3 separate regions of the Zea mays genome follow, and regions 1 and 3 are each linked to region 2. The links are chromatin contacts, called in public Hi-C maps. All regions are on one chromosome and are shown on one strand. Each heading gives the region's core, a stretch centred on a gene start, on an enhancer-like site or on the middle of the called end of the contact. The rest is flanking DNA. Distances are from core to core; before and after follow the strand shown. Region 1 holds the start of LOC100285256 (HMG1/2-like protein). Region 2 holds the start of LOC100383722. Region 3 holds the start of LOC100217313 (Transducin/WD40 repeat-like superfamily protein).

Region 1 (3,061 bases), core at 508-3,007, 220 kb before region 2:
AGGTGAAATGGTTATGGCTGCAAAAAACTGATCCGTCCAGACCATGGTAGGGAATGAATCTTCCTATTCAACAGCAAGTAAGACAGTTTTTTAATCTTTCGGTCTTTCATGTGGTCGGAGATGGGACAAGCACTCTCTTTTGGTTTGATAAATGGTTGAATGGGAAGGCTATCTTTGATATTGCACCAGAGGTTGTCTGTTTGGTGAACAGTAGAGTCAGCTCGACCCGGACGGTTGCTCAAGCTATGGACAACTGGCGTTGGGTTAGGGATATTGGGAGTCATCTTTCTATGGTTGGGCTGCAGCAGTATTTAAAATTATGGGATGAGATTGGACAGGTGACTCTTTCACAGGAGGCGGACAGGCTTGTTTGGAGACACACGGCTTCTAGGTAGTTTTCCTCAAAGTCCTGTTATAAAGCCTTCTTCTTCGGGTCCATTTCCTTTGAGCCTTGGAAACGATTGTGGAAGACTTGGGTCCCCCTAAATGCAAGTTTTTCCTTTGGTTGGCTTTAAGGAATAAATGTTGGACTACGGACAGACTCCTAAGGAGAGGGCTGCAATACCCGGTGTGTTGCCTCCTATGTGATCAGGAGCAGGAAACAATCCAACATATCCTCTGCACCTGCAGTTTTTCTAGGGATTTTTGGCATCTCATTTTGTCGTCCATCGGGCTTGGTAACCTCACTCCTATTGTTGCTGAACAGTCATTGCTGTGTGGTGGGAAAAGGTTTCTAAAAGAGTGCATAGGTACAAGAGGAAGGGTTTCAATAGTGTCATTATTCTTGGAGCTTGGTGCTTATGGCTCACTCGTAATAGGGCTGTTTTTGATGGAGTGAGCCCTTCCATTAGTTTGACTAAGAGGTTGTTTCTAGATAAATTGATCTGTTGGAATAAGGCGGGAGCGAAGCATTTAGACAGTTTGGGGATTATTGTCACTTTAAATAGGGTCTAGTAGGACCCTTCAGGCTCCCTCCCCCCCTTGTGGGGGTGCTGGAGTGGATGCTTGAGGGTTTGGTCTTGGTCTGTTTTTTCTTTCTTCTTTTTTTTCTACCCTCTGGGTGTTGTATTTCGGTCCACTTTGGACCTTTCCTCTCTTAATATAATGATGTGCAATGATGTGCAGCTCTCCTATGCGTTCGAGAGAAAAAAAACTTCAAGTAACCTAACCTCCCAGGATCCCAATTCCCAAATCAAAAGAAAGAAACTACAATGGTGAGCCCATTCAGCGGCTAGCAAACCAATACATACCACAGATACCAAGCAGTACCTTGCACCTAATACTAGCATACACTAGAATTCCCTGATAGGTAACTGGAACCCCTAACTAACCAATCGCTTAGCCGAGGCTAGAGCAGTAACACCCAGCAGACACGAAATCCGTAGCAGGCAAATTAACAGGGGAGGGAGCAGCAGAGAACACACATGAAGTAGAAGAAGGCGGTGGGTGGCTTCTTGGGTGCGCGGGGGTCGCCCTTCCCCGCCGGCTTGGGCCTCGGCTTCCGCTTGGTGCTGCTCGGCCTGGGAGCCATCGCCACCGTCTTGAGAGGCTTCGGCGACGTCTGCGACCTAGTCTTCATCTATGCGCGTGGGGGTCGGGGTTTACGCAAGGCTTGGAGCCCGAGGACTGTGGAGAGCGGCAGCCAGAGGAGAGGGAGCAGACACGCACAGGGTAGGGGGGAAGGGAAGACGATCTGGCCGCTGAGGCGCTGAGCATCCGCCTCTCGTGGGCCGGAAGTGTGACACACCAGCCCATGGTGCTAACTGGGCTTCCAACCGGCGCAAATAAACGGCTGCGTGGTCGATGCCTGATGGTTTGTGTGATTTTGTGCCACATCGACGGGTGATGACTGGGCGAGGAGGATTAAGCCATAAGTACAGGGGTCAGGTGGGAGTAGAGACTCATCTTTGCGCTTGGGGCAATGACGCAGCTTATGAGGTCATACCGAGGCGCGTCAATTGCTGGTTGAAAACTATTTCCAAACCCCCTCTTTGGCCCTCGGGCCACTGAGAATTTCTGGAAGGGTCCCTCCTTTTCGAAGGTGTGAGAACCCTACAATCTTAAACCAAAGTTAAAAATGATCAAGTTAAAATAGACAGGTCTACTATGGACATTGCGTCTTTCACCCACTCGGGTACAAAACATTGCGGCTGTTAGCTAGATACACTCTCTCTACCCCAGCCTCTATGGTTGCAGCTTGCAGGCACTTGATGAAGAGGAAGACCGTAGCTCAACTCATTTTCCCAATCGTCAACAGCAGCGCATGCTCGTTTGATACAGTTTATAGCTAGCGACTGACGTGGCAACAAGCTGTTAGCCCCAAGATGATTTGCTTGTATCGAGAAATTCTGATTGGCTTTAGTTTAAATTGGCTTTAGTTTAAAACGGTTTCTACCGTTTCTATACTATATAGAAAAACATCAAAAACACCATTAAACTGTTAATCTTGTGGTGTTGTGGCAGCTTGCACTCTAGCGTGGGACCGTGGCCGAGTGGAGGCTGGCCGGTCATGACGGGCTATCGGCTAGACGATGGGCTGGCGACGATGGCAGGCGAGCCACAGGATAGCGACGGTGTCCTGGCGGCTGGCGATGAGGTTAGGTGGGCGGCTGAGCGGTAGGCCAACGATGATAAGCTGACTGTTGGACGACGGTTGGGCAGCGAGCACAACGCTAGGATGAGCGCTAAACAGGGGTTGGATGCTATGGACGTGTGATTGATGCCTTTCTCATTTTGTGTTTTAGTCGATATAGGTTGGGCCCTAGGGTGATGGGCTATGTCGGTGTTTTGGGTCCGCCCGCACACCCGGGGTTGCCCCTCAAGGTGTTTTTAGGAGTAGGACGGTGTCAACGACTGTAGCAAAATGGTTCGTGCCGATCGCACGAGAGACAGTGGACAAGATTTACAGGTTCGGGCCGCTTAGAGATGCGTAACACCCTACGTCCTGGTGAGTATACGAGCGTGGTTACAAGAGGGCTCTCTGGATTGAAGGCACAGAGAGTTTACGTGGGTGGCTAAGTAAGATAGCGTCGATCGTTCTGAAGGGGTGCCCCCTAGGCCT
Region 2 (3,122 bases), core at 215-2,714:
GGAGTACAGTACATGTCGGTCCTGTGTAAAGTCAGACGGGATCGTATTGTACCAGCCGCAGTAAAACTGAACAGTAGAGTCCTGCAGCAGTAGCACCTCGGAACGAATGCAGCAGGAAATTTCTATCCCAGAATAGCACCAACGCATCTACTTCACTGTTCACCAGTTTCACCAAACATTTGAATGCTGTCGCCGTGCGGCCGGTACAGAACAGAAGAGAGAGAGAGAAAAAAAAGACAGACGGGCAGCTGCAGCTGCAGCTCAGATTCAGATATACGTCTCGCGCACTTTTTCATGATTGTTCATTTTTGTTCGTGCTCGAAATAAATCTGTCGCAGAAAGGATTGCAGGCAGACCAAACAGCCCTCTAGGTCCCCTGTCACCGCGACCCCTTTTTGATGATTGGATTTGCTGCTGCTGCTGCTGCTCCCTGCTCCTGCTCTAGCACTACTGCACTAGCAGAGCAGCAGTACCCCCAGGCCTTCCAGAAACGAGAGATGGTGGCCTTTCTTCCAGACGCGCCCCCCGTGCAGCTGAGCGCCCAGCGCGACGCAACGCAACGTCTCCGGAATGGAAACGAGGCGGGCCCCGCCGGCCAGACGCCTTGACCGGAGGACCGGCCGGACCCTGCGAGGCGACCGCGGCCGGCCCGCCCCAGTTCCAGGCACGGCACACGGGGTCCGGGGACGGGGCCTCCCAGTTCCAGGCACCGCCGGGCGCCGGCACGCATCCCACGACCGCCACTAGCAGCCGTCGGCTCGAGACCGGACGGGGGCCGGAGGAGGTGGCGTCAGCGAAAAAGGTGGCCCCGGCTGCCAGCGGGCCAACGCGCAGGTAGGCCCGGTCAAAGGGGTCACCGCCACGTGTCGGGTGGGAACGTCTGACCGCGGCGCGGCGGTTTGACCAGGTGTGTCCGGCTGCCACCGCCACCGGTAGGGCGCCGGCGCCGCTGACTGATTACCATGCCCCCGTGACGGTAGACCGTCGTCCCTCTTCGGCTCTTCCCGTTCCCGCCACGCTTACATCTGGTGCTTCTCCTGCATTATTATTACTACTACTCACTGGTCTGGCCTAAAGCACTCTCTAGCCTGCTAGGGGGGGAGAGAGCTGAGGAGGGGGAGGGTGAAGTCTAACCCACTGATGACCTTTGTACCTTGCGATGGAAACAAGCGCATAGCTCCAGGGGATGGGAAAGAAAGAGGCCGGGAAATGGACATGTCGTTTGGGTCTAATCAATTAGTACTACTAGCTAGTAGTTTCTGTCACAAAAAGCTGGATCAATTAAACAAAAGGCCAACCCAAAAAGCAGCTGGTAAAAGAGATACGAAAGAAAAAACAAGAAAAATCCTCTACCCCAACCAACCATCCATCCATCTCTCTCTCTTTCTCTCCATCTAGACTAGCAGTATATCTGCAGTATGTGTGCATCATCTTCCTACACACCTAGACTCTCTCTCTCTCGCGCGCGCGCGAGCACCACGTACACATAAACACACCCCCATCCCTTTCGCCCCCTTTGCCTCACATGCATCACTACGCCCCCACTACCATATAGCCGAATACGCTCGCTTCCCTGGCCCCGTATTGATCTCCCTCTCCTCCCTCGTCCCTCGTCCTTGATAAGTGAGCAAGCGGCAAGAACCAGCGGCGCGCCCATGTCGTCGAGAGACTTATACTTCCACGACGAGCTGGCGTCGCTGTTCGCGCAGCGGCCGGCGCCGGCCGGAGAGGCGATGATGACGCACCAGCACCAGCAGCAGCAACAGGCGCCGGCGTCGTGGTTCGCGGACTACCTGCACGCGGGCGCCCCAGGCATGGGGATGGACTACGACCTGCTGTGCCGCGCGCTGGACCTGCCGCTGCCGGGGGACGACGTCGTCAAGAGGGAGGAGGAGCTGCTGCTGGTGGACACAGGCGGGGACGGAGGAGGCTTCGCCGCGCCCACGCCCACGCCCAGCGGGGGCGGCACGGCGCCGGTCACGCCCAACACCACGTCGTCCATGTCCTCCTCGTCCAGCGAGGCGGCGGGCGGCGCCGCCGGAGGAGGAGGAGGAAGGGAGGAGGACTCGCCGCAGGGGAGGTGCAAGAAGGAGGAAGGGGATGGGGAGGAGAGCAAGGCGCTCGACAAGGGGGAGGAAGACGCTGACAAGGGCAAGAAAGGGTGAGTAGCATGATGACCCATAATTCTTCTTCAGATTCTACTGCTGAGTACTGACTACGTCGACCAAATCCTGCGCTATTCCCTTTCTCTTTTTTTTTTCAACTTCTTGATAGATCTTTCCGCTAGTCATCTTTTTTTCGTGAGACTATTTATCTAGTGTTTTTGGCTGATCCTGAACCAAGATTAGGGGCCGGGCGTCAGTTACTGGGTCTTTTGGATCCTGCTTCCTTCCCTCCCTCACCCTTCTGGTCAACCAGTCATTCTTCGTTCCTCTTCGGTGCCTTGTTCCTTCTTCCCTTTGTTCTTTTTTTTTAAAAAAAATAAGGTAGCGGCAAGGCAAAGGTGTGAATTTGGGTCGGCTAGGGTTTCACACCTGCATGCATGGCACAAGAAAACAAGCACGGAAAAGGTCGGTCATCGTATTGTATTGTATAGCTTAGTCTGCTAGTTAATCCTCCTCCTCTCTTCCCCTTTTGCTTTATGGAATTCATGCTAGCTAGCTACGCCTAGCTTGAACATCATGCACGCCTTCTTCCACTTGGCCAAGATTTGCATCCTCAGCTCAGCTGATTCCATACATATGTTTTTTTTTTGTTCCTGGTTCCTCCTTTTTACTCTTTTTGTTCACCCCCTTTTACCCAGATCATGCCCAAAAAAAAAAACCGAAGATCTCTTGAGAATGGTCCGGCCTAAGGGCTATAGCTCCCCTTGCAGCCCAAGAGATATTTCGTCCCGGCCCCTCTCCAGATGAATTTGTTATGACTCCTTTTCTATGCAATCTTTGTCGCCTATATTATTTACTCACCCCGTCTTAAAATAGTTGACGTTTTTGTTTTCGAATCTATTCTCATAATAAACCTGTCCAAAATACAAATACTAGTAATATCTTTTACGAATCTAGTTAAATTTGAAAAACTTTGTCCGGAGAATACTGGTAGAAAATCTCTGCGCCGGAGCAGAA
Region 3 (3,103 bases), core at 276-2,775, 130 kb before region 2:
TGTCAATCTGAAAACCCCAGAACAACATCTGAAAGCAGGACTGATGGTCTTTGGTCTAAAATTCATACAAGACACCAGAAACACCCAGTTACAATACAGGGAGGAACTGATACACCAGATAACCATGTGTGATACACAAACTGTAAAGTAGGATTATATCTGCAACCTTCAATAGGCCCCAATGGCTCATGTGAACCTACCTTATCCATTCTTGACGGTTGACGCCATAGAAACTGCAATCTAAATGACAAGACAGAGGAGGACAGGGCTCTTACCAAGAGGCAATTTGGAAGACATAATCATCTCCAAAGTTAGTCTGGATGCTGTTCTTGAGGCCCAGCCGCCACGAGGACATGCTTCCATCAGAATTCTGGGATGGTGACCCTGAAACCACAGGAGAGGAGCGCCCCCTGGATGGGCTGGCCTCGGCCTCCAACTCCATGGCCACAGCAGCCGCCTCTCCATATCCATCCATCACGCAACTTTCACCAAACAGGCAGCAAATGGTGATCACCTCTGATTGTGCTCCCGTACGAACTGCAAACCACGAAGCAGGTTGGAACCAGTTAAGGTCATGGCAGTCGTCTCGGCTTTGAGCCTTTAACATATGAAATAAAATCAGAAACAGCATGCAAGCAAAAGCAACGGGATTCTTGGTAGGGGCGGACCTGGTAAAGAACATAGGGTGTAAACTTAGACCATGTTTGGGATCTCTAGAGCTAATAGTTAGCGGCTAAAATTAGTTGTAAAGGTTCCAAACACCCCCAGCTAATCGTTAGCTAAATCATAGTTAAATAACGATAACTTAAACACCCCCAGTATTTCATTAGCTGGTCCAATCCAGCTAACAAATTGTTAGCTGGCTAATTATTAGCTCTAAGGGTTCCAAACAAGGCGTTAGAGCATCTCCAAGAGCTCCCCAGAAGTCTCCCCTAAATCCAGTTTTTTAGGAAAAACACAAAAACGTGTCTCCAACAGTTCCCATAAACCGCTCCCAACTTTTTCATAGCCCTTAAAACTCCCTCATTTGTAGCTAAAAATGAGGGATTTTTTGGGCTCCCCAGAAACAATCTGCCGCTTTAAGGGATCTGTTGGAGAAAGGATTAAAATCTACCCCCACTAATTATTTAGATATCCCTTAAAACTGATTTTGAGGAGTCGTTAGCTCTTGAGATACTCTTATACACCCAATATTTTTTGGTAAAAGAACTCAAAGTTAGGCAAGTAGCTTAAGTTAGGCTTCAACTCATAGGCTGACATTTGGTATGCCATTCTACCCGATGGCAAAAGATTAATTTTTCCATTAATTACACCTGAAATTAGATGCGACCAAACACAGTAGCTTAAGTTAGGGTTCGCGTGCCCGGTTTCGCACAACAGGAACGGAAGAGAAAAGGTGCGCATACCTGGTGGTGCTCGTCGCCGGCGAAGGACGCGAAAGGGACCGGCGAAGGCCTGGTCACAGGGCACCTGCCTTGGGGCGTCGGCGCCGGCGGTCGCACAAGTTGCCGTACGAGGGAGGACGCAGGCGGCAGGCCGGGTGAACGGAAGAAAAGGTCTAGCCACTTGTAGGAGCGGACATGAGCGCCGGGCTGGGGTGTGCAGCCCGGAAGGCCCAAAACACTAGGAGTAGGTCTTCGATTCAGCCCACGAACAGCCCATGCGGGGGTCGAGTCCAGAGGACTTGCATCTACCGCATTCGTCCGTTGCTCCAGGGCTTTTGGATCGGACTTTACATTCTCCTCCTCTCCGCCTCCGGGCTAGAGATGGCAATAGGTATCCGCGACCCGATAACCAGTACGTATTTACTCCATTAGGATAGTATATAGGTTAAATATTTTACCCGTGGGTTTGTTATTGGCAAAAATCTTTACTCAATGGATAAACGAGTATTAGAACGTTCTGCCTTCACCCATACTCGTCAACCCGTGGGTATAAAATACTCAATATAAACTTAGCTCAAGCATGAACTTTGACTTTAGTCATTCATCTTCTTTACTATTTAACAATCTTTTCTGCCATAATGTAATAGATGGCTTAATGACAATTTAATGACTATATAATGGAACATGTAATGTGTTATGTATTACTATCCTAGTGTTACTACTTTATCCAATTATCTTTGGTATGTTGAATGGATGGTTAAATGATGCTAGAAATTTTGTAATGGTATTTAGATGAATATACTTGATATTTGTATAATATAATATTTTGATAGATGTTTAATTTTTGTGGGTACGGTTGACCCGATGGGTGACTCATACCCACATGGGTATGAAGGTAAATCCATACCCACTAGTGTATGTGGGTGACCCGATGGGATTAATTTTTGTGTCGTGGGTATGGGTATGGGGTAGTAATACCCGATGGGTATTTACCTATTGCCATCTCTACTCCGGACCTGATGCTTCCCTTCTTTCCCTCGCCTCTGGCTGGTGGGCTCCTGTTGTTCTCCTCCGACCTTGCTCAAGGTTGAAACCGGTCGACACGGATATCCAATTAATCGTGATAAATTGGTATAAACCAGTCAAATTTAAAACCAATTCAGTTTAGAATTCAAACATATCGAGACCGAATAATCATCAATAAGACCGATTAACCGGTTACTTACCTGATAAACTGGTAGCACATGTACAGAAATCGAACTACTTAGATTTGTTGGCAAATAAAGCATATTGAGGTCCCATAATTTGAACGAAAGATGAACCAAATGTTATCACAAGTTCAATAACAATATTTGGCAATTCAAATACATTACAATGCATTACATGCCATTGTTTCATAGTTCACAAATAAAATCGAAGGTACGATACACCCTCTAGTGAAGATCATTCCCTCGGGTGTTCATTCCACGGATCCTATGTTGTATTATACTCCTCCGATGAGAGCAACATAATAACTTGCTCACGCATCAACTTTGTCTTGTACTTCGCTCAAGTCTGTCTGGTCCACGTAGAAGTGTACTCCACGATTTCATCAACATTTGGTAATACTTAGTCTCCTCCTATTGGTACACCCACCTCATCGGTTGGCGCGTCACCTCACCGACTAGATAATTCATATATGGAAGAAGGGGTGGAGACCAGTGGCGGATCCAGGAACG

What was found. Hi-C and Micro-C count contacts between places; a contact is called where the count stands out from the background.
Region 1: a Hi-C map of tassel shows a contact between it and region 2, with 2.2 times the contacts expected there. The contact joins the promoter of LOC100285256 here to the promoter of LOC100383722 in region 2. A contact is called at or near these places in 2 of 25 Hi-C or Micro-C datasets (bundle sheath and tassel).
Region 3: a Hi-C map of leaf shows a contact between it and region 2, with 2.6 times the contacts expected there. The contact joins the promoter of LOC100217313 here to the promoter of LOC100383722 in region 2. A contact is called at or near these places in 9 of 25 Hi-C or Micro-C datasets (bundle sheath, ear, leaf and 3 more) and 1 of 3 datasets of contacts at active chromatin or transcription factors (leaf).

Annotation. Positions count from the first base shown.
Region 1 is chr3:216,353,207-216,356,267 of Zm-B73-REFERENCE-NAM-5.0, forward strand. It overlaps LOC100285256 (HMG1/2-like protein), which reads right to left and starts at 1,758. Exons shown (of 5, transcript NM_001158150.2): 1 at 1,425-1,758. The coding sequence starts at 1,579. LOC111591272 (U4 spliceosomal RNA) reads left to right here and starts at 1,904; the gene lies at 1,904-2,052.
Region 2 is chr3:216,570,234-216,573,355 of Zm-B73-REFERENCE-NAM-5.0, forward strand. It overlaps LOC100383722, which reads left to right and starts at 1,465. Exons shown (of 3, transcript NM_001176359.1): 1 at 1,465-2,161. The coding sequence starts at 1,656.
Region 3 is chr3:216,441,099-216,444,201 of Zm-B73-REFERENCE-NAM-5.0, forward strand. LOC100217313 (Transducin/WD40 repeat-like superfamily protein) reads right to left here and starts at 1,526. Exons shown (of 9, transcript NM_001143659.2): 1 at 1,407-1,526; 2 at 276-537. The coding sequence starts at 475.